Linked DNA regions of Hordeum vulgare: region 1 is linked to region 2. The links are chromatin contacts, called in public Hi-C maps. All regions are on one chromosome and are shown on one strand. Each heading gives the region's core, a stretch centred on a gene start, on an enhancer-like site or on the middle of the called end of the contact. The rest is flanking DNA. Distances are from core to core; before and after follow the strand shown.

Region 1 (4,862 bases), core at 1,948-4,447, 240 kb after region 2:
CTCAAAGAAGTAGTTAAATATCATCGCATATATGTGATGATATATTATATCTGCAATGGAACATAATAATAGAATAGAAAACATTTCTTAGAGATGGAGTATATATTATTAATTTCACATTTATATTTGTTTTTCCTACCCATTTCGTACTCTAGCTGTTACACACATTAAAACATAACAATAGAACAGAAACCATCAACACATTGGAACATAGCAATATTATGATGCACACATTGTGATCAACATAGAAACGAGATTCAACAAGATAAAATGCCTCCATGACTACCACCCTTGCCTGCGGAAGCTCTTGGCTTTGCTTGAACTCGCGCAGGTGTTCGTCCAAGCGGTGGACATGCTCGCGGTACAGTTGGAGCGCGGATTTGATATGCAACCAAGTGATTTCATCGAAGATGACCATCTCGAGGATGTGGGGGCCATGTCCTTCTACTAATACTCGATGGACATCTGGGCGAAGGAGGCACTCGAGCCTATCGACCGACCGTTGGCATCGAGGGTCCACAGACACGGTGAAAGGCACAACCCATGCGAATGGCACAACTGACGTCCAGTCCAAGTACACCGCGGTCGGGTCCTGATGCAAGTATAACGCAAATGGTCGCTTCCCATTGCCGGCGAGGAATCGGGATATTGACGGCAGTAAACACAGTTGCAACGTCCTCCCGGGTGAGAGAGCATGCAAGCGACGATAGATCATGTCTTGCTCCGGCGCACACCGCGCCTCTCGCTCTGCCGCCCTCCATTGGTCTTGCTGTGCGACGCGCCCTGCCCTCTCGGCACGAACACACATGTTTTTCTCTACGGCGCGCCGCCATTGATCTTGTTGTGTGGCACGCTGTAGCTTCTCGGTGGTGACACACTAATCTTGCTCTACGACGTTGTCGCGCCCTGCGCAAAGGTGTGCTCAACCCTAGCAATGACGCGTAATGTAGCGTTGTCCAACGCGTTGTCGAGGACGCCTTTGGCTTCTACGGGTCGTTGCTCCTGCACCAGATCGTTTTCTTTGTTGAGGAGGTTGATGGCAGAGGCGGCGCTTCGTCGGGTTGGCATGCTTGGAAATAATAATGTGGCCATAGGTTGCACTAGTTGTGCCTCCGCGTGTGTCGCCCACCGCCTAGGCTTATGCTCAATCGCTTGTGACGGCAAACCGATGGGGAGGTGGCAACAAACGATGGCGTGTATGGATAACGCCATCAATGAAAAAGATAGGAAAGAAGGAAGCTCGGTAGGGATGGTTTTTGGGGGGATTTTGGTTAGTCGGGCGGGAAGCTTGCGCGGCTACGTGCGGGAACCTGTATGGTTGCGCGGGAACGGGCACTCCGACGCCTCTTCGAGCCGACGTGTGGCCAAACGAAACACACGTGTGGTGCTCAAGTGTGCACTAAAATCCTCCGACACGAACACAATGATTGCATGTTTGCGATAGGAGGACGGGGTGACGCGTAGGCATATGGGTAATAATAAAAAAACATCTACAATTTTATTAGATACTCTCTCCTTTTCAGTTTATAGGGCTCAAATCTAAAATCTCATCAACCAAGGTGAATTTTGAATGGATGGCACTAGTTTTAACTAGCCAATGAAATATTTCTCACATATTTTATTTTTGAGGCAATAAATGTAGCATCCTTCCTCTCATTGGACTTGCATGGTGCATGTAGAAAAAGATGCATGCATAGCCACTAATTTGTTTTTTCTTATCTTTATGAATTAAATATGGCGTGAGACTCAAAGCATTTTAATTCAATTAGACTCAAAATGAGCCTAATATAATAAAAATCTGAAATTTTTGATATGAACCCTATAAACCCGAAAGGAAGGAGTAGCAAACAGTCGTCCCCTGTGTAGCGCCGGTAATGATTTCATCAACCGTCGACAATTGTTTACCACCAAGATTTTGCCTACAACACACATATCTTGTTAGCAACAATAATGTATGTTATTTTTGGTGTTCACACACGATTCTGATTACTGATCGGTTTGTCAGGTAGCACATACATCTTGTTACACTGAATCGTTTGTATTCTGCTGGATCATCACAAACAGTTTATTCAAGTAAACTATATGCCCTCAATCGCATACATGTGCGTAGAGTCGTTTGTGTTATTTTGGTTATTAATCGTAAACAGTTCATGTGAATTAACTGTATTACACATATCGCACAACGAAGTCTTATATGAATCGTGCTTGAGGGATCAACCGTACACATAGTTCATTTCAGTGATGACTGTTTTATTATCGTACCGTTTGAGATTCATACATCGCATGCTTTTAATCCTATAACTCTCGAATAAAACACTTTTTACCCTCGCAAAGAAAAGACACCGCAAGCAAAAGAAACTAGATGATGCCCCGCGCGTTGCTGCGGAAAACATGATAAATAGATATATAAATAGGTGTTGATAAACAAAAACTATTTGCTAAAAAAAATATTATGATTGCTCTCGTTTTATATTTTAAGAATAATAACTCACATGAAGCATTTGACAAGGAGATGCATAAAAAAGTGTAACATGATCTACATATATTTGCGCTAAAGTATATACCGCTTATGTCCATGACAAAAATTAGTGAAATAACGTGTACATTAGTGCACACATTATAACTTATGGAAAATAAGTATTTATAACTAAATGCATGACTTGATGATGTGGCATGATTGCATGAGAAGAAAAAATAGATAGTGGGTTACAACTATTTAAGAATAGAAGATAGTAGAAGATATGTTGATGCTAATAAAGCGTTGAGGGGAAATCGTGGTGTTCACCAAAGCTATGTGTTCCAAAGTTGGCCGCGCGCGCGTTGTCACGTTCAGCCGGTCGTAGCCACTCGAGCCCCCATTCTCCACAACCTTTTAATACGACACGTACACTCCGTTATTCCAGCTGACAGATGGGCCGCGAACACGCCACAGGCCCACGTGTCAGTGAGGGTACACTTCCATACTTCCGTCGATAACATTCACGCCCTCCCTTTCTTCTCCCGCAAGAAGTACCCGCTGCTACAGAGAAAAAAACAGAGAGGTCCCTCACAATCAAGCTATTCGCACCTGCCCCCGACTCAGCTCCATTCCCATAACATGACGTAATTTATTCATAACTGAAGGAACAAACTGTAAAACTGTTTTCTTTCAATTGGGGGATTAAATTATAATTTTAAACCCAGGGTTTTAGGCATCTTCCAGCTCCATCCAGGCCGAGACGCGAAGCCCCTCCCCACCCCCCTCCCACCCCCGACGCCGACGAGGCGGCCGCTCCTCCGGCGAAACCCTAGGGCCACGATGAGGTCGCTCCGCGCGGCGCAGACCCTGCTCGCCTCCCGCTCGTTCCTCCTCTCCTCGCGCGCGCTCCACGCCGCCGCGGCCTCCCCCGCCGCGGCCGGGCGCTGGGGCAACGCCCCGCCGCCGCCGCCTACGCCGACGCCCTGCCCGGGGCCGTCGTCCCGGGCCGGGATCGCCGGCGCGGTCTCCTTCTCCCTGACGTTCGCCACGGTGGCGGTGGCCGAGGTGCAGGCCAAGGAGCGGCTGCCCTCGGATCTGCTGCCCCGGAACGTCGTGCTCTACCAGTACCAGGCCTGCCCCTTCTGCAACAAGGTCAGAGGTGAGGTTGCTCCCCAATTGCTCCCTCGGATCCATATTGATTGACGCTGCCTTAGTGCTAGCATTTTTTCGATTCGCGCCTCGGCTCTTTAGAAAATGGCGAGATCCCGTTGCGCTGACAGATTCGATCAGAGTTGGCATGGCTTTAAAATCTAGAGTACGATTTTGTAGTGTATTAGGGTAGATTTGTATGTTGGTTAGAAGAATTTGTTCTCATCGGATCGAATTGGACTGTAATCGGAGCTTGTCAACATATTATTTCTGCTCCTGCTAGAGACTAAAGGGCTGTTGGGGAAATCTATGGCTAAGCACCTATAGAGTTATTCATCTCTGCTTGTATGGCTTTATAATTGGCAAATGTAGAATGCTTTCTGACCTGGTGGTCCCATCTGGTGCCATTTCTGCGTGTATTGGCATGGTTCAAGATCAATAAGTATTGTGTTATTCTTGTTTGAAATCATCAATTGTGCTTGTTTGAGACCATTAGTTGTGCTTGTCTGCAATCATACTGTATTCATCCAAGCAATGCAAACATTATGCTTGAAAAATATTTCTACTACACTCAAGAGCCGCAAAAAGATATGAAGCTATGTTGATTCATCATCATAACTAAAACATAGTTTTTTTGGGGAAAGCAGTAGACATTCCTATCTTTTGGGATGTTTGTATATGTACAAGAAGAGGGTACATAAAGCTAATTTAGACAGAGATATATGCATTATCTATGCATTACTAAGGATTATTGTAATTGTAAATCTTCAGTTTTTTGTTTGTATGTTAGTGATAGGGTCTTATCCCTGTATTTATTAGCTGGAGACTAGATTGGAATGTCAGGAGGACAACCTTTTATAAGCACGTGCATTTTAACCCTTTCTCGTTATACACAGACCATCTTTTCTCCTTCCCCTGTGGTGGGCCTGCCAACCTCAGCTACAGCACTCCCATATGGTATTTTTATGTGTTAGGCCAAGGCCCAGGCTGCAGCCCTATTTATGTGGCAGCTTGGTGCATATGTTGTCCGGTAGGATTTGGCTTTCTGTTGTAAAGAGTATCAGTAGAGTTAGGTAAAGAGTCCTAGTTCAGTTCAGAAATTGAGTCTGGTATTCTTGTATGGAAAGTACCACTATAAAGATCTGATGCGAAAGCTATTGATATTAAGCAAGAAAATGTCCCCTGCTATTGAGAAAGCATTTTTGAAATGGTTCCACGTATTGGGCTGAGGCAGCTTGTTTTATACTTTCGAGAT
Region 2 (4,490 bases), core at 1,012-3,511:
GAATCGTAGCACACCACCTTCTTTTAAGCCTTGTTATCAATGCAGTGGAAGTTTGTAACACAAACCAAACTAGATGAATATGGAACTGAGATATATAATTCACTTGAGCAATAGATGACATGTGACCATCAGTGCGTAAGTGGGGGAAGTAGCGCAAACATCATACGCCCATACAAGAGAATGGGCAGGAATAACAACAATCATGAGTACAAACAGACCATGGATAAAGAAATGCATGTTTCTATGTCAGAAAAAACTTGGTTCAAATATGGATGCTTCAAAGTAGAGCCAGATAACAGGAAAGAAGCACAATATCCAGCCTATAACATAATAAGTAATGGCATGTGTGTCAGTGCTGTGTGAGTAGAAAACAGTACTTACATCCCTGCCAGCCTTTCTTTGTTTATTAACAACTTGTTTGGAAGAATATCTTTTTCCAGGAGGAACCGACTCATTGAATGTTTCATCCAGCGGAACTTTGGAAGGTATGATTTTGTCTATTGGTTGACCAGATGCAGGGCAATCCAACCAACCTGACAATAAGGGCAATGTCAAAGGCAAGGGTGAAAAACTGAAAAATATCAAAAATCTACTTAGTGTAAGTGTTTCTTTAGGCTAAGTATAAGTATCTTTTGCGATGAACTTAGGATAATCATATAATAAAGTAATAATTTAATTAAGAATCGACAAACAAGAATACAAGAACAAGACGTAACCATAGGAAAATTCGACATGATGCATAAGAATATGGCTTTTCAGATACAACACATACCCTGAGGTGTCTCTTTAACTCGTTTGTATCCACCAATCTTGTTTTGGGTCACATGATCATTCCTAACCTGTTGTGGTCGTGGCCTTGATCCCTCATCTGGTTGGTCTCTCTTTAACTTTCTGCGTCGTTCTTCTCGTTCCTATGAAATCCGGTAAGCACAACATAAAAACGGGTACCAACGGAAGACCAGAATTATTTATATTCCACTTTGCACCTTTGCTGTTTTATAGAACACCAAACAACTTAATTTAATACTCCCTCTTGTTCACAAATATAAGATGTTTCGTATATTTCAATATGGACTACATACGGACTGAAATGAGTGAACAAACACGCTAAAATGTGTCTATATACATTCGATTCAGAAACAGTTAGAACATCTTATATTTGTGAACGGAGGGAGTAACAAATAGAGCCACGTGAGCTTTTTGAGGGAAAAATACAAAGAGGGACACATACGACACAAGTACGCGCGCACGCACACACACACACAAACACACATACACACATTGACATCTTGTACACACAAGAAGAAAATACTGGACACCCCACTTGACGTGACCGCACGCTGTCCCACTTAACATGCATGAATGTGTGGTCAGATTAAATATGACAGGCTGTGTCCTAAAGACCGAATACAGGTGGTGGAAAGAACACCTTCGCTCTTGCCATAGGCCACAACCAGATCCAAGAACTACATAAGCTGAAAGAAACATAAACCAAAAGCATGAAAACCAATGCTGCATGGCTAGCAATAAAAGTAACATGATGGCATGGTTATCTTCAAAAGAGACAATATCATGGTCCTTATATTGCGAGTTATTATAGCCTAACATGCCGCTTAAAACGTAATGTCACATGTACTGTAGTTACAAACGACAAAAGTTCAAAACCATGCCATCGACTCAAGGAGGACCTTCGCTGATGCTGCTAATTACACCATCAATTATATTATATGCATATATCTTGCAGTTTACCAGTATCACCACCGAAGAACAAAAGCAATCAACTGTGTAATTCATTTTATGGCCAGAAGAGAGGATTTTATTTACCCTTCTCATTATCTCAACAGCAGACTCGACATGATCTTCATCCTGTCCGAAATCAAGCTCAACTGGCTCTTCATAACCCTGGTCATCGTCCTCGGGCAACGGTGATGCATTCAAATCCATTGAGGACCCTTCAATGTATTTGCCTCTAGATAACCATTTGAAACTGACACCTAAAAAGAGGTGGGCAGATGTGTCAGACAGACTAATCAGCATAATAAGACGCTGGACGAACATGGTCACCTCTAAATCAGAGCTAATTTCAACTGCAGTTGACGAGCGCGATGCAGTGAAGGCATGAGTGCTCATCTAATGCGAAAATCAGGAAAAAAAACTGAACGAACAGAGGATGCGAGAGGGGGGTGGAGGGGAGAGGGGAGAGGGAGGGGAGGTGGCTACCTGCCTATGGACTGGTCGCCGGCGTAGCTCCGGGGGGGGGGGGGGGGGGGGGGGGGGGGGGGGCGGCTGCTCCTGGGAGGAAGGGATTGAGGGAGGCGCTGCTGGTGGGGGGCGGCTGCTCAGCGGAGGGACGCGCTGCCTGGGATCCTGTACCGGCGGCGGGGCAGCGGAGGTTTGGGCCGGCTGGGCGCGACGCGGCGGAGGGACACCGGTGGTGGCGGTGGGTCGGCCGGCGGCGGATAGTAACCCTAGCTGTCGCGCTCGGGAAGGAGGCCCTGTCTGGTCTGGTGAGTCGGGGGAGCTCTTGGGGACGTCCGCTCGCTTGAGGGAATAGGCCGTGCACCTCAGAGATACGTGGCAAGCATCCGTGAGACCGGAAGTGGAGCCCCGGCTTTTTTTCTTCTCACATCTCCGTTTTCCTTGCCAAAAGAATAATTCTAAAAATATATAGAGTACATAACAATAAGACTACTCACAATGACGAGTAACATAAAAGTAGTAACATATAATCCCTTCGTTTCAAAATAAGTGACTCAAAACTGATTTAAATTTACACTAACTTTAGTATAAAGTTAAGTTATTTTTGAGTCACTTATTTTGGGACAGAGGGAGTATATATTACTAGTCTAAGTTATTACCTCCACAGTCAATAGTAACATAGGGGTACTTCCTTGGTCTCAGTTTACAAGTCTGACACATGTATCTAGGTCGTTAATTTGACCAATTTAATGAGAGGCATATATAACAAAAATATATATGATTGGAAACTTTAGATGTTCTATTTTGTAATGATATAATTTTTATGTTAAACAATATATTTTATATAAGTTAAATTGATGATCTAAGTACACGTGCATGCCTTTAAACTGTGACGAAGGGGGTAGTAACATTGAGTCTTTCATTTATTAGCCTATAGACTCATCTTGCCTTGGTATCCGATATGTTACTTCTAGTATGCTAAGTTACTCAATTTCTCTTTTTTCATTAATTAGTTGACAAATCATATTTCTTGCTTAGGTGGCATCTATGTTACTACCTATGTTACTCTCATTGTGGGTAGTCTAATGGACGCGTTTGGTAGGCTGCATAGAGCCCAACCAGACCATAACGAAAAGAAAATGAGCCGTTTGATTGTGTGCAAGGAGGCCTGGTTCACATCGGCATGAAACTTAGGGTGTGTTCGGTTGGGGACCAAGTGAAATGTCTTTCATCTTGGTGTTCGGTTAGAATGGAACAATATAGGATGAAATGGTTCTTAGGAGAAGAACGGAGAAGCACCCCACACCAGGGCAGCGGCGGCGGCGCACACGGTCGAGCAGCGGCGGCGGCGGACGTGGACGAGCGACGGTAGCGATGCATGCGGAAGAGCAGTAGCGGCCGCGCACACGGACGAGCAGCGGCGGCCCGCGCACGCAAGCGAGCAGGTGTAGCCGGCTACTCACGCGGTTGAGCGGCGGCAGCGACGCACGCGGATGAGCGGCGGCGGCAGCGACGCACGCGGATGAGCGGCGGCGCACACGGTCGAGCAGCGGCGGCGGCGGACGTGGACGAGCGACGGTAGCGATGCATGCGGAAGAGCAGAAGTAGCGGCCGCGCACACGGACGAGCAGCGGCGGCCGCGCACGCAAGCGAGCAGGTGTAGCCGGCTACTCACGCGGTTGAGCGGCGGCAGCGACGCACGCGGATGAGCGGCGGCGGCAGCGACGCACGCGGATGAGCGGCGGCGGCCGCACACGCGGGCGAGCAGCTGCAGAGACGGCGAAGCACGCGGACGAGCAGCAGTGGAGGACACACGCGGGAAAGCAACGGCGGAGCACACGCGCAGGCGAGGCGGCACGAGAGAAGGGTCGGTTCCGCGTGGTCCGTTCGATTTGGAGAGACCGCGCGGAACGGCATATCCAGGGAATATGTCATTCCCTGGAATCGACTGGTTCCGGTTCCTCTGTCAATCCAAACACGTGAATGGGCCTTTGGGACGGAACCGGCTCGTGTCGTTCCACTTGGTTCCCCCAACTGAACACACCCTTAAAGCACCCAAGAGCCTAGCTCACCGGAAATGCTCGAACTAGCAGTTTATAGTGAGCCCGGCTAAGTCGGACGCAAAAGCAAAACACGGCGTAGGCGTGGTGCAGGGGGGATTCGGTCGGAGATGGCGGTAGGGGGAAATCGACGGAGGCGGGATAGCGTGAAATATACCCTCACCATCCCATTAACTCGCTCAGCCCTAACTCTAGGACAATCCATCCTCCCTTATTCGCACCAACGGTGAC

What was found. A called contact is a pair of places that touch in the nucleus more often than the background predicts.
Region 1: a Hi-C map of seedling shows a contact between it and region 2, with 1.7 times the contacts expected there. The contact joins the promoter of LOC123424530 here to the promoter of LOC123424528 in region 2. A contact is called at or near these places in 2 of 6 Hi-C or Micro-C datasets (seedling and an unstated tissue) and 1 of 1 datasets of contacts at active chromatin or transcription factors (embryo).

Annotation. Positions count from the first base shown.
Region 1 is chr2H:19,555,049-19,559,910 of MorexV3_pseudomolecules_assembly, forward strand. LOC123424530 (prostaglandin E synthase 2) reads left to right here and starts at 3,198. Exons shown (of 6, transcript XM_045108159.1): 1 at 3,198-3,617. The coding sequence starts at 3,299.
Region 2 is chr2H:19,320,277-19,324,766 of MorexV3_pseudomolecules_assembly, forward strand. LOC123424528 (mRNA-capping enzyme-like) reads right to left here and starts at 2,262. Exons shown (of 18, transcript XM_045108157.1): 1 at 2,221-2,262; 2 at 1,825-1,994; 3 at 773-911; 4 at 382-533. The coding sequence starts at 1,944.